2 separate regions of the Mus musculus genome follow, and region 2 is linked to region 1. A link is a contact called in public Hi-C data. All regions are on one chromosome and are shown on one strand. The core of a region is the stretch at or near the end of the contact, and the rest is flanking DNA. Distances in the headings are between cores, read along the strand shown. Region 1 holds the start of Elovl3 (elongation of very long chain fatty acids (FEN1/Elo2, SUR4/Elo3, yeast)-like 3). Region 2 overlaps Trim8 (tripartite motif-containing 8).

Region 1 (5,558 bases), core at 1,537-4,036:
TGTGTATCTTTCTAAGTATTATGTATCTATGTATGTATCTATATTATCTATCTGTGTATCTTTTTAAGTATCTATGTATCTAGCTATGTATCTATGTATCTATGTATCTATGTATCTATCTATGTATCTATGTATCTATGTATCTATGTATCTATGTATGTATGTATGTATGTATCTATGTATCTATGTATCTATGTATCTATGTATCTATGTATCTATGTATCTATCTATCTATCTATCTATCTATCTATCTATCTATCTATCTATCTATTGTGTATGCATGACACATGCATACTTTGATGTGTGTGTAGAACTCAGGAGATGACTTTTGGGATATGAGTCTCTCCTTTCACTGTAGACTCTAGGGATTGAATTCAGGCTGTCAGGATTTCCCAGCCAAACTTTTGCCAGTGAACCATCTCACCTGTCTCCATAGTCTCGTACACATATATTTCCTTTTTTTTTTTTTTTCTGAGATAGGTCTAACATAGCCCAGGATGGCCTCATACTGATGTAGCCAAGGATGACCCTGAACTCCAGACTCTTCTTTCTCTTGCTGGTATTCCAGGTGCACATGGCTGACTTATGCATATATTTATTTTTAATTATTATTTATTTTATGTGTATGGGTGCTTTGCCTGAATGTATGTCTGCGTAGTGCCCGTAGAGGCTAGAGGAGGGCATCAGATCCCTTGGGACTAGAGTTATAGACAATTATGAGCTGCCATGTGGGTACTGGGAACGGAACTCAGGTCCTTTGGAAGAGCAGCCAGTGCTCTTAATCCAGCCCTAAATATTTAATTTTTAAAAACTGTTTTGGGGGCTGGTGTCATGGTTTAGTGGTTAAGAATGCTTTCAGAGGGGGGCTGGAGCGATGGCTCAGCAGTTAAGAGCACTGACTGCTCTTCCGAAGGTCCAGAGTTCAAATCCCAGCAACCACATGGTGGCTCACAACCATCCGTAATGAGATCTGATTCCCTTTTCTGGAGTGTCTGAAGACAGCTACAGTGTACTTACATATAATCAATAAATAAATCTTAAAAAAAAAGAATATCAAAACTGCTGTTTTTCTAATTTGTGTGTGTGTGTTGTGTATATATTTGTGTGTGTGTATGTGGTGTGTGTATGTGTGTGTGAGTATGAGGTGTGTCTCAGTGTGTGTGTCTCAGTGTGTATATATGTGTGTGGTGTGTATATGTGCGTACTATGTAGTGTGTATGTCTTTGTGTGTCTGTACATGTGTGTATATGTGCATGCATGTGGTATGCTTATGTGTGTGGTGTGTGTGTATATGTGTATATATATGTGTGTGTCTGTATGTGTGTGCATATGTGTGTATGTGTGTGCATGTGTGTGTGGCATGTGTGTCTGTATGTGATTCTGTGTGTACATGTGTGTGTATGTGGTAGTGTGTCTGTGTGTGTATGTGGTGTGTGTGCCTGTATTTGTGTCTCCATGTATGTGTGTGTGTATGTGTGTGGTGTGTCTGTAGGAATTATTTCTTTGAGACACTCAGTCTTTCAGTGAACCCAGGGTTTGTGATTTTCCCCTAGGCTGGCAGCCTGGAAGCCCCAACAGTCTTGTCTCTGTTCCCACATACAGTGGGCAGGACAGGGTGCAGGCTGGTTATGGGGTGTTAGGTTCTGCACTCGGGTCCTAATGCTTACACGAGTGCTCATAGTCACTGAGTCAGCTCTTCACCACCTCAAATAGTTCTTAGTTTTCTTTGCACTTGTTCTATAGATCCCCATCTCCTCTCAACTGTTTTCAAGCCTTCTGGTTTTCCTTCACTTTCTTAAAGCCAAGAAAGAAACAAGGGACAGCCAGGTAAAGGCTTCCCAGTTTCTAAGTATTTTTTGTTCACTGGGACTAGATGCCTTGGTGAAGGAGCAGATTCAATTGGATACGTTCAGACTGGGAAGGGGAACTGTAAGCCTAAGGAAGTTCACTGGGTCACCACCTACTTTAAACCCTTCCAGGCTTCTCCTGCACCTGAGGACAAGGAGCCCAGAGGGTGACCCCATTTTTCTCTCCAACATTTTTACTGGGCGTCAGACGAGACAGTTCCGGAAACTATAAAGAAACTGTAACAGCCTGAATTGCCGCCTCCTCAAATATTAACAACAACAACCCAACAGTAAAATTCATTACATCCATTCCCCTCCTCCTACAAGCACAGATCCAAAGACAGAAGTGGTCAGAGCCGTCTTCCTTATGGTCCAGCTTGGTCTTCCTTATTCCAGCCTGGGTTTCCCAAGGAAACTGTCGACCCCATATCTGGAAGTGTGCACCAGAAGCCAAGAGTCCCTCCGCTTGCTCGTCAGGGCCAAGTAGGTGAAGATTAACGCAAAAGGAGGCAGAGGCTACAGGTGACTGTGTCAGAGGTAGACTGGTCTGCCTGGGTACTCGGTGAAATCAAGGATTGGGGCGCGGGGGGGGGGGAGGGGGGAGGGGGTGTGCTTATGAGTCAACCTAGAGCAGCTGGTGGAATTTAGAAAGAAAGAAAGAAAGAAAGAAAGAAAGAAAGAAAGAAAGAAAGAAAGAAAGAAAGAGAAAGAAAGGAAGGAAGGAGGCGGGTGGGGGGAACGGATTTGGGGCAAACTTGGTTCTTAGGGGAGGTGCCCCTGAGACTGATCAGTCAGAGAGGAGGAGGTCCAGGGGCGGGACAGAGATGTCCCTTGGCTAAGATTGGATAACTGCTGAGGGCGGGAGCTGGCCTTGCACCGCCTGGGTTCCCAGTTTAGTAATTGGGGATATATATACGGCAGGCACGGTCACTGCAGCGCGAGCGGGCTGGTTAGCAGCGCACGTGCCAGGCTCCGGGGCCCTTCTGCTTATACACAATTTCTTTCTGTCCTGGGTTTCTTCGTCCCTGAGACCCACTCCATCTTCTACTTCTTTGGCTCTCGCCCAGCTCCCTACCCCAAGCTCTGTAACTCGTCGTCTGCAAAATCGAAATGGACACATCCATGAATTTCTCACGCGGGTTAAAAATGGACCTGATGCAACCCTATGACTTCGAGACGTTTCAGGACTTAAGGCCCTTTTTGGAGGAGTACTGGTGAGACCTGGTGATGGGGAAGGACCAACTGCTTTGAGGGAAATGGAGACAGGGAATGAATGCCTGTAAAGTCTCCGACGACGCGCCCGCCCCGGTACTAGCTCCGATTCCCCTGCCCCGCCCCCTCTTTTAAGATACCCCTTTAAGAGATTAGCTCTAGAAGAAAGGGCTCAGAAATGAGAAGTTGGAGAGAGGGATGTGGGAGGAGACAAAAACAAAGGGAAAAAATGGGAACTATAGCTGAGGAGAGATTGACCGGAATGAAGCGGTTTTTTTAGTTGACTCTCAGAGAGAGACAGAGAGGCACACACAGACACAGACACACAGACACATACACAGACACACACACACACACACACACACACACACAGAGAGAGAGAGAGAGAGAGAGAGAGAGAGAGAGAGAGAGAGAGAGAGAGAGAGCCCGAGAGCCCAAGCGAGCCTTCCTGTGTGGGCACCTAGGATTAGCGTGTCCCACACACAATTATCATGTTCCCTTAGTGTGTCATCTTCTCTGATGTCAAGATAACACAAAAATGGGAACCCTGTCAAAGCTTTCCTGAGGCTTTCTGTCTTAGCCCTAAATCGTCCCAGACGTGTTTGGTGGGGTGACTTTGTTGTTCAATCTCGTCTTGCCATAAGTCAGTCAGATGTTGCTACACTATCTTACACCACAGGTTTGGACAGAGTAGTTCTTGGCTGGGGGCAGACAACTGTCACCTTCATTGAGACCTCATTGACAAAGTCATAATTACAGAAATCTCAAATGTGCCCTGTGCTAGGTACTTTAGATCTGTGAATACTGCCAAGGCACCCCACTACCCCATAAAGATAAGGAAACCAAAGCATCATACTGCTGAAGCTCTAGTATAAAGGAGCCCCTTTGGGAGATGAGCGGGCATTCTTTTAAGCAACGCCCACTGTGAATCCATCTGTTTTCTGCCCTCCAGGGTAAGCTCATTTCTCATAGTGGTCGTCTATCTGTTGCTCATCGTTGTTGGCCAGACCTACATGAGAACGCGGAAGAGCTTCAGCTTGCAGAGGCCTCTCATCCTCTGGTCCTTCTTCCTGGCAATATTCAGGTAAGTTAGTCCTCCACCCCATGCTCTCTGCCTGTTCTTTAGTCCTTACATCTCCATTTTACCCTGAGGGTTTCTCAAATCCTCAGCCACGTCGACTTCTTTTCCATAGTACCTGGGTTTTCTCTCTTCCTTGAGCCCAAGGCTATGGTCTCTGTTCTGTTCCACCCCTCTTTAAAATGTTTACTTTAAAAGATAGTCTCTTAATCTGCACCCCAGACTGCTCTAATAGCCCACTGTGTAACCTAGGCTAGCCTCAAATACCACAACCGTCCTGCCTCAGTCCCCTGAGTTCTGGGAATACAGATGTTAGGCTCTACCCCATTCCTCTTGTGCTCGGGAAATCTATACGGCCGACAAAATTGTCTAGCCTTAAATATCTCAGTTCCCAAATTGCTCTTCCAAAGCAATCGAAGAGCATCAAGTTCCCCAGCCCCTCCTTTACCACGTCCTTCTGTCTCTTGCCACTTTTTCCTTCTGACTGGCAACCCACTTCAAGAACCCTGTGCTTAACTTTGACTTTCACCTCTCCCCCTGTATCCACTGGCTTTTTCTTAACCCATATCTCATGGAGAATACTTGTTAGATCTACCAGATTGGCCCCGGGAGCTCAAAAGCTGTAGCCACACTCCCCTCGGAAGGGTGAGGAGGTGATAGAGAGTTGGTTCCGACGTGGATGTGGTTGGGTCAGGTTCACGCCTGGCCATCCCCTAATCCCTTCATACCTTTGTGCATGGTCTCACTCCAGTATCCTGGGTACTCTGAGGATGTGGAAGTTTATGGCAACAGTGATGTTTACAGTGGGCCTCAAGCAAACCGTGTGCTTTGCCATCTACACGGATGACGCCGTAGTCAGATTCTGGTCCTTTCTCTTTCTTCTCAGCAAGGTTGTTGAACTGGGTGAGTGCAGGGGCTTTGTCTCCGGTGCCCAGTGACTTGAATCCTTCCCCAGCGCTCTTCCCTTACCCATCACATGGAGAGTCCCGGCCCTACTCCTGGGTCTTAGTGAGATATCCCCACCCCACACCCACACCGTGAGATTTCCAGATGTGTTCACACACCCCGGGGAGGGAGTGGTACCAGCACTGGGTGGCCTGACGACTATGATCCCTCACCTCTCAGGAGACACGGCCTTCATCATCCTGCGTAAGCGTCCACTCATCTTTGTCCACTGGTACCACCACAGCACAGTGCTACTGTTCACAAGCTTTGGATACAAGAACAAAGTGCCTTCGGGTGGCTGGTTCATGACCATGAACTTTGGCGTCCATTCTGTCATGTACACTTACTACACTATGAAGGCTGCCAAACTGAAGCATCCTAATCTTCTCCCCATGGTCATCACCAGCCTGCAGATTCTGCAGATGGTTCTGGGCACCATCTTTGGCATACTGAATTACATCTGGAGGCAGGAGAAA
Region 2 (5,558 bases), core at 917-3,416, 390 kb after region 1:
ATAAAAGAAATAATGAATAAAAACAAGAGCACAGCCCTTGTGGAGGTCAGTGGGGGAGGGGCTGCCTTAGCTCTCAGTCCTTCCCTGGATCTTGGTAGAGCACCTTCCTACAGGGAGCACTTTATCTGAATCATGGACTTCCTGTCTAGAGCACACACTGAAATCCAGTCTTCTAAATAAGCATGGCGCAGTCTTGCCCTGGCCTTGCCTCTCACCCCACTGGCCCTCTCAGGCCTAGAACCTTTTGACGGTGGTCTGCACAGGGCTCTCTAAGTCTGCTGCCTCCACTCTCCTGTCTTGATTTCTGTCCTCCTGGGTCTAGACACAATCCCAGACCTGTAAATATCACTTCTCAGACACCAGCTACATCTGTCCTTCACCTTTGGTTTATTGAATAAATCCTTGCTGAAGGCCTTCCAAACCTGGCCCAATGGGACACAGGCCCCTGGCATCTCTGTGAGGTCCTGCCAGTGTGCACGTGCTATATGCTAGGTGCTATACAGGACTGCAGACTCAGAGACAAAACAGACCCTATTCTGGGGAGAGGGGCCACTGGGCTCCTTCCTTTAATGACTTGGGACTTTGGCCCTGGAAGGGATAGAAGGGGTAATAGGATTAGAAGGGGAAGGAGGGCTAGATCTGAAAACCCAGGAGTTTGAATTCCTAAATCCAGTGGTGGTTATGGATCCTGGGGTTTGAGAAGGGCTGTCTAAATACATGGCCTCCTTGAGGAGTGCTGGAACACACCCACCTTCCTGCACTGAACTAGAGATTCCTTTAAACCCTTCTGAGCACTGGGATTGCTGGCTGGCTCTCAATTCTGGAAGGTCCTCTTCTCTGCTAGCTGGTTAGTTGACTGGTTGCTTTTTAAGCCAGGGTTTCTATGTAGCCTTGCCTGACCTGGAACTCACTGTAAACCAGGCTAGCCTGGAACTCAGACCCACCTGCCTCTGCCTCCAGGGTGCTGGGATTGGAGCAAGCCACCACCTGTGTCTCAGCTTCCTGTTTTGCATGCACCCCTTAAAGTGAGCTTGTACCGTTTTCCCAGACCAGAAGGAGGCAAACCTTCTCAGGTACATAGTTCTTTCTCTCCTTTTTCCTCCTGTTTTCTGTGGAATCGGCAAACCTGGTACAATGTGGGCAGGGAGCCTTAATGGAAGCCCCTTGTGAGCTGCCTAGGCCTCGGTGACTTCCGGTCACTGCACCTCAGAAAAACAGAAGTCCCAGGTAGGAAAGTAAAGATGTGTCACACACACACACCCCAGGCTGTTCAAAAGAAGGGGTGTTTCTTTTGAAGTTTAGAAGTTTGCAGCATGACCTCCCCACCCTAGGCTGGCTACAGGCCAGAGCTAGGAGTTAGGACAAGCTGCCCAGGTTCCTGCACCTGTTTGGGGCCCAGGGGAGGGGACAGATGTCTGAGACAGGTGGATACTGGTGGGCAGATAGACCCTCTTACTATATCGCCTCCTCTCACTGTCTAGTTTGTCAGGAGCCCTGGTACATCCTCCATGCCAAGAGCTGAAAGCCAAGATGCAAAACTGCCTAATTTCTCTCCCACTTGGTCCAATTTGTTTTGGCTAGCGGGAGGGGCCCCTTTCTCCAGGTGCACTAACCAGGTCGAGGCATGGAGAGACACTGTGGAAGATAAGTTAGGCTGGAGCCCCACCCTCAGCCTCCTTTGAAGCCCACCCCAATGATCACACAGCTGTAGGCCCAGATCCTGTTTGGGCAGCGGAGAAACCGGGAAAAACTCCATCCAGCTGTCCCTAGCTACCCAGCTGTCCTGGCTTCGTAGAAGCAGCTGTCACCCACCTCCTAGCAGAGTGAGGGGCAGAGGCCCAGAAAAGGCTTAAGTGCCGCCCTCCCGCTCACCCCCAACTCCACCCCACCCTCCCCCCCCCCCCCCCCGAGGCCCGGCCCGCTTAGGGAAGCAGGGAGGAACTTTTCCTATGGTTCTCTGGAGGGGCAGGCCTTGTACCACACAGGTGCACTGTCCTCTAGGCAGGCTCCTGTGCCCCTCATCCTCACTCCTTCTTGGAGGCCACCATGCCTTCCCCTTCCAGGAAGTGCTGGGAGGCGACAGACTTTTCCCCACCACCCCACAGACAGGGCCGGCAGCTCCTGTGGCCCAGATGCGCACAGAGCCCGCGAGGAGGCCACCCGGCGGGGTGGTGGGAGGGGGGCGGTTTCCTCCACTACCCTGGCCTGTCGAGCTCTTTTATGTCACAGCCCTCCCCCGACCCAGGCAAAGCCAGCAGCTGGGCAGGCTCCCGCCCCCTCTCGCAGCCTCTCCCAGCTGTCTTTGGGGTGGGGCTGGGCAGCTGGAGAACAGCTGCAGGGCAGGGGGGGGGGGTCGGCCCTGCAACTGCCGGAAGCATCTCTACGCCTAAGAAGAAGATGGACTGAGGGCAAGAAGGGCTGGAGACAGTTGGCTCTTCCACCCCTTGTCCCAGGGTATTTGACTCCCCCAGACCCCAGATTTTTTTAATACAAAACACAAAACCTCTCCTCACTCTGAATGATACCTAGGGGCCCAGGACACCATGGGAAGGGCCATTTGAGCAACGTCAGCATTTTCCCTACACAGAGACCCCTGACCTTTCAGCTTCAGTTCTGAAGTCCTCCCAAGCCCTGTTCACACCCTCCCACTCAGAGCCTAGTCATCAAACCGGATCTCAGTCACCTTCATCTTCTCCCTATGTGGGAACCATTGGTTAGCAACTTCAGGAGGGTACCTAGCACGTGGGAGATTCCCTACCAGACCTCTGCATCCAGTAAATTCTGGGGGGGGGGGGGGAGGGTTAGCAGGAAAAGAACTGTTGAGACTCTCTCGCCTTTATCAGTAAAGGTTACCAGGAATGCAAAGTGCAAGGAGGTAGACTCCATATACCCAGGGGCTCTTGGTTACAGTCCTGGGATGGTGCTCCTGCCTTCATAGCTGGTCTGGTGGAACTTGCAGCACATGAGGATCAAGCAGGGTCAGCCAAACAGGACAAAACAATAAAGAAGGAGGGGGCTGGGTGCTGGCTCAGGCCTTTAGCCCCAGCAGGGGAGGCAGAGGCAAGCATATCTGTGAGTTCAGTTCGAGGCCAGCCCCTGATCTGCAAAGTGAGTTCCAGGATAACCAGAGCTGAAGAGAAAAACCCTGCCTCAGACAGACAGACAGACAGACAGACAGACAGACAGACAGGAGGGCCACCAGGCTAAGGAGGAGAGACCCTAAAATCCTGACACTGACTTTGGAATAGTCTTTCCCTTTTCTTTCCTTTTTTTATGCCATTTCACTCTTATTTTATTTTATTTTATTTTATTTTATTTTTGAGGCAGGGTTTCTCTGTGTAAATCTGGCTGCCCAGGAACTCTCTCTGTAGGTCAGGCTAGGCTCAAATTCAGGGCTCCTCCTGCTGGAGTGGCCCACCATACCCAGCTTTTGTTTTGTTTGAAACAAAGTCTCTGAGGCTCTGGCCTGGAATTCACTATGTGGATCAGATTGGTGAAGGTTTTCCAACCTCTGCTAACAGGTTCTGGTGCTAGGGTTGCTGGTGGATGTCATTATGCCCAACTCTTTCTCTTTTGAGAGACAGGGTCTCACTATGTACAATCCAGGCTGTCCATAAACTCACAGTATCTCTTGCCACAGCTTGCCAGATACTGACAGGACAGGTATCCATGACCTCACAGGGCTGGAGCCAGCTCCTTAAAGTTAAGAGGGTAAGCTGCCCCCTGTGCCTTCTACTCTGAACAGAAATGTCAAGGTAAAGGCCTTGAATCCAGGCTCTTTAAAGAGCCGTCGTTCTAGAATTTTTTTGGAGGCAAGGGGCAATGGGGAACACACCAGGAAGTACTGTAGAGTAGAGGCAGTTGAGGTTGAAAGGTGAGAAGGGAGGAGAGCAAGCCAGAGAGGCCTGGCCTGAGAGAGAGCAGACAGCACTCACATCTTCCTTATGTTTTTCTCTCTCTTTTCCACCTGCTCCCCAAAGCCTTCTCCTTCAGGGCAGGATGAATTCCACCACACGGAATCCTAAACACTGTAAGATCACAGCAAGATGGGTTCCAGTAGTCTTGAGGAACTCACCCTGGCAGATGGCTGGCAACCGTCTTCCATGTGGAAGACATCTATCTCTCCCACAGTGAAAATACACATCTGGTGACTGGACCCACCCAAGAAGGCCCAGGGCTGCTTCTGGCCATACAGTGGACTGTGGACTTACCTCAGAGTTCTGCACTGAGGGCCTTTGCCTATCCCCTCCACAGGAGACCAGTTTTCTTTAATTGCTGTGTGCTTAATTTCTCTCAACTGCAGCAAACTCGGCTATTTATGACTTCTCGAGTTAGATCTTCAGTAATTGGGTCTTCCTTGAAAAGGAACCCATCTGCTCTGTGCCCCGAGTTACTTTTCATTATTTACATTGAGGTAACACAGGGGTGGTATGTGGGATGATGTGTCGTTTATAGAATGGAGGTGAGGGGTGACAGGCACCATCTCACATCACATGTCAGAACTAGAATAAGGGGACAGTTTGTGAAGGGCCTTGTGTTAAGAGTGATGTGGAAACCGGGCGGTGGTGGCGCATGCCTTTAATCCCAGCACTCAGGAGGCAGAGGCAGGCAGATTTCTGAGTTCAAGGCCAGCCTGGTCTACAGAGTGAGTTCCAGGACAGCCAGGGCTACACAGAGAAACCCTGTCTCAAAAAACCAAAAAAAAAAAAAAAAAAAAGTCATGTGGATTTCTGGTCTACCTAGGGGAACAAAATGGCGGGGAGTCATGTGACATATGGATGTCCTGTTTGTCAGTTGGATGTTGGTATCAAACACTGTCCATATGCGTCCCTGCTGCAGGGCATCATACAGGAGGAGGCATGGATGCAAATGGACAGCTTGTAGCCTAATAGGGATCTACCAGTGAACCCTCCCTGCCAGCTGTGGCACTCCAGGTTTTACCCACTAAACCATATACTTAGGATCAGTCTACCAACAGTCCACATGGTCCCAGGTCCCAGTGGCTTTGGGCTTCAGACCCTTCCTTCTTTGTAGGTCAAAGGTTCATTTCCTGTGCATGCTGTTGCCTTCCTTCACAGTCTAACTGTGATTCACAGGGCTAGAGAACTGGCCCCAGGATTCAGAGCATATCGTCTCTGTGACTCTAGCTCCAGGCCAGAGACTCTGCTCATACTTATACACAAGTTAAAGAAGAAAAAGACAAAGAAAAAGCCGGTGGTAGTGGTGCACACCTTTAGTCCCAGTACTCAGGAGGCAGGAGGATCTCTGTGAGTTTGAGGCCAGTCTGGGCTACAGAGTATGTTCCAGGATAGCCAGAACTACACAGAAACCCTATCTTGAAAAAAAAAAAAAATCTAATTGTGGCTTAAATGTCAGGGTACAAACTTTAGGGCTTACATTTCCAGCTAGGATATGACTCCCTGTGAAAACATGCAATATTAGTCATCTTTGATGGTTCAGAGTCTAGCACTGTGCCATTCATTCATTCATTCATTCAGGCAGCAAATATCCACTGAGATCCTTTTGGTCTTGGGCATCACTCCAGTGTTAGAATGCCA

What was found. A called contact is a pair of places that touch in the nucleus more often than the background predicts.
Region 2: a contact with region 1 is called in a Hi-C map of regulatory T cells, with 2.5 times the contacts expected there. The contact joins the enhancer-like site here to the promoter of Elovl3 in region 1. A contact is called at or near these places in 2 of 39 promoter capture datasets (liver and stem cell-derived epiblast-like cells), 3 of 484 Hi-C or Micro-C datasets (the N1E-115 cell line, embryonic stem cells and regulatory T cells), 5 of 115 datasets of contacts at active chromatin or transcription factors (the SCID.adh cell line, bone marrow-derived dendritic cells, embryonic stem cells and 1 more) and 1 of 9 other capture datasets (embryonic stem cells).

Annotation. Positions count from the first base shown.
Region 1 is chr19:46,129,113-46,134,670 of GRCm38.p6, forward strand. Elovl3 (elongation of very long chain fatty acids (FEN1/Elo2, SUR4/Elo3, yeast)-like 3) reads left to right here and starts at 2,787. Exons shown (of 4, transcript NM_007703.2): 1 at 2,787-3,061; 2 at 4,012-4,143; 3 at 4,889-5,040; 4 at 5,263-5,558. The coding sequence starts at 2,958.
Region 2 is chr19:46,516,430-46,521,987 of GRCm38.p6, forward strand. Trim8 (tripartite motif-containing 8) reads left to right here. Exons shown (of 6, transcript NM_053100.2): 6 at 1-26. Among named protein-coding and RNA genes, the nearest start is that of Trim8, 18 kb to the left of the region's middle. Within about 2 kb of position 2,167, at least 161 of the 459 cell types and tissues checked have an H3K27ac peak or open chromatin away from gene starts, as enhancers often do. A contact at or near this core is called in the N1E-115 cell line, the SCID.adh cell line and regulatory T cells, where this site is marked.